Regions from separate parts of the Mus musculus genome. Here region 1 is linked to region 2. The links are chromatin contacts, called in public HiChIP or PLAC-seq maps. All regions are on one chromosome and are shown on one strand. The core of a region is the stretch at or near the end of the contact, and the rest is flanking DNA. Distances in the headings are between cores, read along the strand shown. Region 1 overlaps 4930471L23Rik (RIKEN cDNA 4930471L23 gene). Region 2 overlaps Emilin2 (elastin microfibril interfacer 2).

Region 1 (4,825 bases), core at 1,779-4,278, 81 kb before region 2:
ACGGTGATTTTCAATCAGTGATACATGTGTGTAAAATGTGTGAGTAACTGAAGGTGTCAGACTCAAGCACACTTCCTACTGTATGTGAGAATACTGTAATACCATAAAACACACCTGTGGCTTCTGTACTGGCCGTAACAATAAAATTATGTTCATCTGAGTACATGACAGAAAAAAAAAAATCACATTTAAATACTGATGGGCAAGTTATTTCACAATGTTTTTGTATTATAGTGGGGTTTGTTTAGTTTTTGGGTTGTTTTTGGTTGGTTGGTTTGGGGTTGGCTTTTCAAAGCAGGGTTTCTCTGTGTAACAGCCCTGGGTGTCCTGGAACTCACTTTGTAGACAAGGTTGACCTCGAACTCAGAGATCTGCCTGCCTCAGCCTCCTGAATGCTGGGACTAAAGGTGTGCACCACCACGCCCGGCTATCATATCACATCTTATCACATCATATTGTCAACTGTATCACAGGAACACATCATTCCCAGTGAACTGTAGACTGCTGGCTATAAAATCCTTACCTCACACAAAATAGATCTAAGATCTGAATATAAGAACAGAAACTATAGGCCAGACAGTGGTGGCGCACGCCTTTAATCCCAGCACTTGGGAGGCAGAGGCAGGCGGATTTCTGAGTTTGAGGCCAGCCAGGTCTACAAAATGAGTTCCAGGACAGCCAAGGCTACACAGAGATAACCCTGTCTCAAAAAACAAAAAACAAAACAAAACAAAAGAACAGAAACTATAAAATACTCTTAAAGGAGTTGGGGCTGGGGGGTGGGAGGAGTAGGTAAGTGACTTCACAAAGATTTTTAAATGTTTCTCTTCCAAAGATTCTTTGATGAGCATCAGAAAGATCAGTAAGGAGAATTAGGGAAGATATCTGCAAAACATGAATCTCATAAAAAGCACTCATACCTCAAAAACTTACGCCTGGAGCCAGGGACTGGAGAGATGGCTCAGCGGTTAAGAGCACCGACTGCTCTTCCAGAGGTCCTGAGTTCAATTCCCAGCAACCACATGGTGGCTCACAACCATCTGTAATGAGATCTGATGTCCTCTTCTAGTGTGTCTGAAGAGAGCAGTGGTGTACTCACATACATAAAATGAATAAATCTGAAAGGAAGGAAGAAAGAAAGAGAAGAAAGAAAGAAAAGAATGGAGCCAGGCAGTGGTGCACACCTTTAATCCCAGCACTTGGTAGACAGAGGCAAGAGGATCTCTGAGTTTGAGGCCAGCCTTGTCTACAAAGTGAATTTTAGGTCAGTAATGGCTACACAGAGAAACCCTGTCTTAAACAAAACATTTACTTTTTTTTTTTTTTTAAGAATGGACAAAGATTAGACATTCCTCCACAGGAGATAAACTCATTTCCTGTGTACCCAAAATGATGTGTGACTTTGATTACTCATGAGGGAAACCCTCATTAAAATCATAAAAAGATAGACTACAAGTCCACCTGGGTGACTTGAATATAAGAGGCAGCCGCTGGAGCCCCCACATCCTTCCTGGTGGGCGTGTGAACGGGAGCCTCCACACTGTCAAGCGAACCTGGAGTTACCTCTTGATCCATCAGTTCCAATCCCAGGGATGTCCCTAGGAGAAACAAACCATAACTTCATTATGTTCCGCAATATGAATGTTCACAAAAACCTCATTCCTGGATGTGGGAGGGAGCTATGCACAGTGATCCCAGCAGACCGCTGTGATGATCAGACACAGCTGTGCAAAACATGGCGCCACCGCAGAAGCAAAATTAGAGGGTTATCTGGGGAAGAGAGGCCAGGTAAGACTGAAGGCCTAGCACAAGGAGGGAGGGAGGGAGGCTGTTTTCCTCAAAACTGTAACAGACAAAGTGAATTCATGGGGCTGAGCAAATGGTTCAGTGGTTGGAGATGCAATCCCACTGAGCCTTTCATAAGCACCTGTAACTCCAGCTCCAGGGGAAGCAACGATCTCTCTGGCCTCCTCAGCACCCACACATGTGAGCGCATGTATACATGCATACATACATACATACATACAACACACATACCTAAGTAAAAAAAAAAATTAAATTTTATGTCTGTGGGGTTTTGCCTACCTGTCTATCTGTTACCGTGTGCGCACACTGCCTGTGGAGGGTGTTGGATCCCCAGGAACTGAAGTTACAGGTGGTTGTGAACTGCCATGTGGGTGCTGGGAATCGAACCTGCATTCTCTGGAAGAGCAGCTAGTGCTCTTAATTGCTGAGTCATCTCTACAGCCCCCAAATAAATTTTGTCTTGGTTTTTTTTTTGTTTTTGTTTTTAAAAAAACCACAGGGTTTCCTCTCTGTATCCCTGGCTGTCCTAGAACCTCCTTGTACCAGGTTCGCTTGACAGTGTGGAGGCTCCCGTTCACATGCCCACCAGGAAGGGTGTGGGGGCTCCAGCGGCTGCCTCTTATATTCAAGAACTCTGTAGACCAGGCTAACCTTGACCTTACAGAGATTCTCCTGCCTCTGCCTCCCAAGTGCTGGGATTAAAGGTGTGTGCTGCCATGCCTGGCCCCCAAATAAATATTTTTTAAAGAAATCTATAGCATTTTTATTCATATATGCTATCTGTAAATTGTATAAAATTAGCTTGTTAGTTAGAAAAACTTGCTTTTTTTTTTTTTCCATGTTGAGGATTGCACCTAGCTAGAGTCTCTCACATGCTTGTGCCTTGCCATTAAACTACTAAACTACATTACCCAAAAGTGTGTGTGTGTGTGTGTGTGTGTGTGTGTGTGTGCAGTCTTGGCTGCACTAAAATGGATCCTGTAGACCAGGCTGACCTCAGACTTGTGATCATCCTGCCTGGGCCCCTAGTGCTGAAATGATAGGTGTATGCCACCATGTCTAAGTGTTAGGAGTGGTCTTCCCTAAGGGACTGTAGCAACCTCTGAAGGACCCTATAGCCTAGGGAGTTAATAGCTTTGTTCTGTAACTGGCCTTCCTGAGCCCTTTGCCAAAGGTAACTCATGTGGTCTGACTGTGGTTTTCCTGAACATTAATATCAAGCAGTGTTGTGAAGATTTCAACCTTGAGTTGTAGGTGTTTATGCCTGCGTATACTCTTGCAGGATGAGTACAGACTGCCCTCGCCATCTGCATTTGACCCACCTTTAGCCTCTCATTATAAGGCAGTTCACACACGCTCCCATGAATTCACATATATAGAAGTCGTTTTGTTAGCGGTCCAGTGTCTTCCCAGTTGAGTGTGTAAGAGAGACTCACAGCTTTCTTAGTAAGTAAGGAGACTAGATAAGTGGTGTTTGAATGACTGCACCCAAAGAAGGAACTGCAATTGAGCAATTTCCTCCATCAGACAGACCTATGTCTGTAGGGTCCGGCGCATTGTGGGCAGTGCGTCCCACCCTCGGGGTGGTGTGGGGCAGATGGTGCTGGCCCGGATAAGAAAGGTAGCCGAGTAAGCTGGGAGAGGCTTTCTCTCCTCAGTGTTCTCTGCTTCAGTGCCTGCCTCTAGCTTCCTGCCCTAGCTTAATCAAATTAAATCCCTTTCTCCCCTAGTGGTTTTTGTCACAGCAACAAAACCCAAACTAGGACCCTGGGTCCCAATATGTAGACCAGGCTAACTCATCTTGGAGCTCTTCCTGCCCCACCTCCAGAGTTGTAGGACTAAAGGCATGTGCTCATTCGTTTCGACAAATAACTGCTCCTGGGAAGCAGTCTGAGAACGTGAACTTGATTTCGCCTCAGGGGCAAAATGGAGACTACATACAAAATGGCTGCACTTGAGCTGAGAGGAGTGAGCCTTGACAGTTTTCCTTTTAAATTTGTACTCCGTTTTTGGAAAGTTAACATTATTTACCAAGAAAAAAATTAAGTAAGGAGAGAATACATTTTCTTTTTCTTCTCCTTTTATTTCTTTTCCTCCAAACAAGGTTTCTCCGTGTAGCTCTGGTGGTCTGGAACTTGCTCTGTAGAACAGGTTGGCCTTGAACCTCTGCTTCCTAAATGCTAGAATTAAAGGTGTGCACTACCACTGGCCTAAGAATACATTTTCTGTCTTCTCACCTCTGGGGACTAGAGGACGAGTTGGGGGATACCACCCTATTGAGAACAGTGGTAAAGATTTCCTATTAAATTGTACTTTCTCTGTTTGTCTCTGTCTTTCTCTGTGTCTCTTTCAGTCTCTCTGTCTCTCTGTCTCTCCCTCTGTCTCTCTGTCTCTGTCTGTCTCTCTGCCTCTGTCTCTGTCTCTGTCTCTCTCTCTCTGTGTGTGTGTGTGTGTGTGTGTGTGTGTGTGTGTGTGTGTGTGTGTAGCTCTGGATGGCCTGGAACTTGATTTGTAGACCAGGCCAGCTTCTGCTGGGATTCGAGGAGGATTCAAGGCTGCTCCACCACAGCTGGCCACAGCTGGCCACAGCTGGCCACAGCTGGCCACAGCTGGCCACAGCTGGCCACAGCCTCAAACCCAGAGAGCTCCTGCTTCAGCTTGCTGAGCATGAGACCGACAGGAATAAGCCGCCATTAACCTAGTGAGGTCAGTCATAACGAGTCTGTTCTCCAAGACGGACCACGGCTGCATATGTGTTTAGGAACAGCGTAAAATGTAGGTGGCTTTGATTTGTCATCACTGACAACTCCCAGGTGGCTCTTGCTAAGAAGTGCCCTGCCGACTCCTTCTCCTCCTCCCCCCTCCCCTCCTCCCCTATTCCTCCTCCTCCTTCTCCTCCTCCTCCTTTATCTTCTTCTTTTTATGTTTTTTTTTTTTAAATTGGTTTGGTTTGGTTTGGTTTTTCAAAACAGAGTTTCTCTGTGTAGCCCTGGCTGTCCTGGAACTTTCTCTGTTGACC
Region 2 (4,595 bases), core at 851-3,350:
AGCAAAGCCAAGTCAGGGAGACTCAGGGAAGAGCTTGTCACCAGCGCTGGAGTGGGAACTGGATAGCAGAGGAGGTGAGGTTTGGGTTTATAGGCCGTAGAAAACCAGATTTTTGACTAGTGCATATGAATTATCCAGAATGTCCCATGGCATTTTCATATGACTGCGCAATGCTCTTAGACCTCTCACCTCCCCTTACCCTCCATTCCTTCTTCCCTTGTTTTAAGGTTTTTATGTGTACACTTGTACACACCTTCACGTGTCGAGGGTGGAGGTCAAGGCCAAATGTCTTTGTCACTTCCTACCTTTCTTAAAGATGGTTTTGTGTATGGGTGTTTTGCCTGCATGGATGTCTGTACAATACACACACACACACGCACACACACACACACAGACACACACACACACACACACACACACACACACACACACACACACACGGTGCCTGAAGGTGACAGAAGGTATCAAATCCCTGGGACTCAGAGTTGTGAGCTGTCATGTGCATGTTGGAATTGCACTTGGGTCTTCCAGAGTAGCCAGTGTTTGCAACGCCGAACCATCATTCCAGCCCTAAGATTTTTATTTTAGGTATATGAGTGTTTGTCCACATGAATGCACACACGTATCAAGTGAGTGCCTGCGTAACTGGCTTTTCACGGAGGCACTAGGGGTAGGGCTCAGGTTCTCATGCTTGCTTGGCAAAACACATTACCCATGGAGCCATCTTCCAAAATGCTCTGTGCCTTTAAGAAACCCACCTCCTTCATTTCTTCTCTCTCCCATCTTACCCATTTCCCAGAAAAGTCTCTCCCCTCCTGATTTCACATCCTGTTTCTGTTTTTGAGATAGGGTCTCACCATGTTGCCTAAACCTGACTGTTCACCAGGCAGGCCTTGAACTCACAGAGGTCCTCCTGCCTCTCCCTCTTGAGTGCTGGAGTTAAAGGCAGGCACCACCACAATTGGCTTATGACCTTTCAGGGGAAAAAAAAAAGTCCATATTCACAAGGGGTTGAGGAAAAGGCTCAGAAGTGCCAAGTATGGGCAAAGACTAGTGAAGACCCAGAACTCTTATAAATGCCTGTAATTCTAGCCTCAGATGGTAGAGACAGGATATCTATCCCCAGAGCAAGCTGGCTAGCAAGACGAGCTCTATCAGTGTGCACAAAGTTTGATCGAGAGAACCTGCCCCCGCGAGGAATGGGGAGCCACTGAGGCTGGTTCAATATTAACCTCCAGCTTCTACTTTGTTTACACAAAGGTACCACATACAGAGGATGCATCCATGCACATCACATATAGGAAAAAATGGAAATAGATTTCATATGTGAGGAAACTGTGCCATCAACTGCCAACAGCCCCTCAACATAATTTTCTATATTATAAAATATATCCAAGTTCTTTTCAGTTCTGTGTTTAAAATATTAGCACATTTTCTTCTGGAACTTCCTTGCTTCCTGGTAGCCCTGGGCTGGTCTTTCTCTGGACGTGCCTGCAGGCACAGGGCTTTCCATCTCTGTCTTCCCCACATTCCAGGATAACCTTTAACCTTTGTCCTGTGAAAGACCCTCAACTCTGTTTTCATGGCTTCATCCCTTGTTTCTGTGGAATGCAGGCACAGGCTGGCCTAGAACCTGTGACCCTCCTGCCTTGCTCATTCCATCACATCTGCTTACTGCCTGCACCCACATCGGGGTCATCCAGATGTTTCCCTTAGGAGAACTGACATGGAGACTACTGGAATTATTTTCTGTGGAGCCTATTCTGAAAATTGATCAGAAAACGGCTGAGAAATAACTTTTCGGGAGGACGTTTTGATCATCGGCTCTTGGGTGGAAGGAGGGCACGTATTTCATGTACAATATATATTTTATAGAACTTTAAAGCAACTCTAGACAGTGGGCCAAAATGCAGTGGCTGATGGAGCCTCACATGGTCCAGCTCTATGTCCTGGGACATATGAGGCACCAGACTAATGAAAGAGGAAGGTGCTCTCTGCATTCGCGAGCAGTATGTTTTCAGATGTCTTGTGAGCACGTAGCAAGGGGTCTTTAGAATGCTAGTTCCAGGAATGTATTCAGAGGAAGGAAAGGGTGGCAGCTCTTGGCTGAGTCACTGTGGTGGCCACCTCAGACAGGCAGAAACACCCGAAACAGGAGATTGCTCCACTGGTGATCTGAAAGTGTGGTGTTTCTTTGGGGTCTTTGTAGGGGCAACCAAGGTTCCTGACACCTGATGGGGAAGTCAAGGGGTCTTCATGACAGCCCTTCTTCACAAGCCAGCGGTGAGGCCAGTGGCCTGACGCTGAGGCTAGCTTGCTTTAGAGGTTGTAGTAGTGGTGGCATTAGCCTCGTGGTAATGTGACTCATCCATGACAAGAGTATGCGTTGAAAGGACACGTGTATTGGAGCCTGAATCGCACTGTTTTGGAGTGTTGCCATCTACCTCGAGGTGGCCCCTGCTGTCTTCCCAGCTCTCCGTGGGTAGTCAGTGGCAGCTTGGCTGGAGTTCCTTCAGAAGATGCCAGGCAAACTGTCCCAGGCTCTAGTACTGTTTATGTCCCATTGGAGAGAGCGCCTCAGCTACACAGGCACAGCCATTTGTAGTCGACCAAGTGACACTGATCAAAGGTCATGGAAGCCTTACACAGGGGACCTGGAGACATTTGAACATTGTTTTCTTTCTCACTTCTAGCAGAGGAACCCTCAGAAGCAACCGAGGGACCGTCTGGGAAGACTCCCCTAGAATCCACCAGACCTTCAGAGGAGGCCCCCACTGAACCACCCCGGCTGACCCCACTGCCAGAAGACCCTGCAGGACCACCACAGACAGGCCAGCAGCCAGTATTGCCCCAGAGGCCCCTGCAGCCACCACCTTTGCCTGCCTGGCCTGGTCGCACGGGGTTGCCCTTCTTGCCTGGCTCTAGTGGCGTCATCATGGAGACTGGAGAGGCGGGGCCTCCAGGCAGGATGGGCGTGTCCGGAAGGGGCCTGCCTCGGGGAGTGGATGGCCAGATGGGGCAGGGGCCCATTCATAGCTCGGAAGGCTATGCAGGGGCACCAGGTAAGTCTGCCCTGCAGATGACACATGATGGCAGACTGTTCTAGCCTTGCCCGTTGGTGTGTTCTGTGGGTCCGGAGTTCCACCTTTGGGGGACAAAGTTCAGGAAGGTAGCTTCCGAAGGGCACGAGAGTTCAGAGGAGCCTCTTTTTTGCTTATTTGACATGTGGGTATCAGGAGCACAAAACCCAGGGAAGGGTGAGAATAGTGAGGTTGACATAGCCAGAATTGGGGACTACAGCCATCCCGGAAGGGAGAAAGAGGTCTGGAAAATATCTGTGCAGGACTTGACATTCCACTCTCTTTGTTTTCAGGCTACCCCAAGTCACCTCCTGTAACCACCCCAGGTATGTCTATGCGGATCCCTGCTCTCCTTGGTGGTCTCAGCCCTGCATTTCCTGTCTCCTCCCTTGGGGCTGCTGACATGGGTAGACAGCCTGGAGCCTAGGCCCTTCCACACCTAGCAGACACCCTGGTCTTGGTCTCTGTGGACTGAACCCCTAGAGAGACTCAGAGGCAGGAATTCTCCCTCCTACATGGTCTCTGTTCATGTTTCCCAAGGGGAGGCTGGGTGGGCTGTACCCTGTGTGGTCCTGATGAGTTTTACTGGCTTACAAGCCAGCAGCTCCCTAGATGATTCTCTATGGGCCCAGCATCAGCTCCTGATGGATGCAGTTAGGCAGCACACAGCAGCCTCACCTTCCATTCTCATTCTCTCTCTCTCCTCTCTCTCTCTCTCTCTCTCTCTCTCTCTCTCTCTCTCTCTCTCTCTCAGTGCACAGCAACCTCACCTTCCATTCTCATTCTCTCTCTCTCTCTCTCTCTCTGTCTCTCTGTCTCTGTCTCTCTCTCTCTCTCTCTCACACACACACACACACACACACACACACACACACACGCACTCGCACATGTGCGTGCAGGCACACTACGCAGACAATCCCTTTGAGGCTTTCGTATGCAGTTTGTGTGTCTCACACATTTGTCCAGTTTCTCTGTACTAGCCCTTGGTCTGCCAAGGGGAGTCTCTGGACTTTCAGAAGATAGGCAGGTCCACATGCTCTGGCTTCTCTCTGCCCTAGGGGTGCCGCTGCCCACTCTGGTGTCCTTTTCAGCCGGTCTTACCCAGAAGCCTTTTCCCAGCGATGGAGGCGTTGTTCTCTTCAATAAGGTGCTGGTGAACGATGGGGATGTATACAACCCCAACACTGGTGAGTATCTACAGTGGAATTCTGTCTGGCTCCACGGAGGCTGGGGAGAACCTAAGCTGGGCAGTGGATTGCCACCAGACCTCTAATTCTTGGGCTGCAGCGTGGGAGGGCAGCACATGGCCTCACTATACTTTTGGAACTGCCGCTCAATTCTTAATGGTTATTATTATTTTTTTTTTTTTTTGCCAGCTATGACCCGTCACACCCCAGCCCCCTCTCCTCCATCCGCCCCCTAGCGGCCATCAAGCATGCTTTCTCTATGAATGTTCAGAGGCAGGGACTCCCTTCAGAATCTTGTTTTTATGATGAGCCAAAAAAGGGGGGGGGG

What was found. HiChIP or PLAC-seq counts read pairs in DNA pulled down with a chosen protein or histone mark.
Region 1: a contact with region 2 is called in an H3K27ac HiChIP or PLAC-seq map of the HPC-7 cell line, with 8 times the contacts expected there. The contact joins two enhancer-like sites. A contact is called at or near these places in 6 of 39 promoter capture datasets (3T3-L1-derived adipocytes, HPC-7-derived erythroid cells, the SN4741 cell line and 3 more), 11 of 484 Hi-C or Micro-C datasets (3T3-L1-derived adipocytes, the 63-12 cell line, the C10 cell line and 8 more), 7 of 115 datasets of contacts at active chromatin or transcription factors (DN3 thymocytes, the HPC-7 cell line, bone marrow-derived dendritic cells and 4 more) and 3 of 9 other capture datasets (adipose tissue, liver and pancreatic islet).

What each region holds. Positions count from the first base shown.
Region 1 is chr17:71,336,249-71,341,073 of GRCm38.p6, reverse strand. 4930471L23Rik (RIKEN cDNA 4930471L23 gene) reads right to left here. Exons shown (of 3, transcript NR_045460.1): 3 at 1,328-1,598. It also overlaps the pseudogene Gm4566. Among named protein-coding and RNA genes, the nearest start is that of 4930471L23Rik, 23 kb to the right of the region's middle. Within about 2 kb of position 3,028, at least 13 of the 459 cell types and tissues checked have an H3K27ac peak or open chromatin away from gene starts, as enhancers often do. A contact at or near this core is called in the HPC-7 cell line and bone marrow-derived macrophages, where this site is marked.
Region 2 is chr17:71,254,791-71,259,385 of GRCm38.p6, reverse strand. Emilin2 (elastin microfibril interfacer 2) reads left to right here. Exons shown (of 8, transcript NM_145158.4): 5 at 2,694-3,062; 6 at 3,374-3,406; 7 at 4,139-4,267. Among named protein-coding and RNA genes, the nearest start is that of Emilin2, 54 kb to the left of the region's middle. Within about 2 kb of position 2,100, at least 106 of the 459 cell types and tissues checked have an H3K27ac peak or open chromatin away from gene starts, as enhancers often do. A contact at or near this core is called in the HPC-7 cell line and bone marrow-derived macrophages, where this site is marked.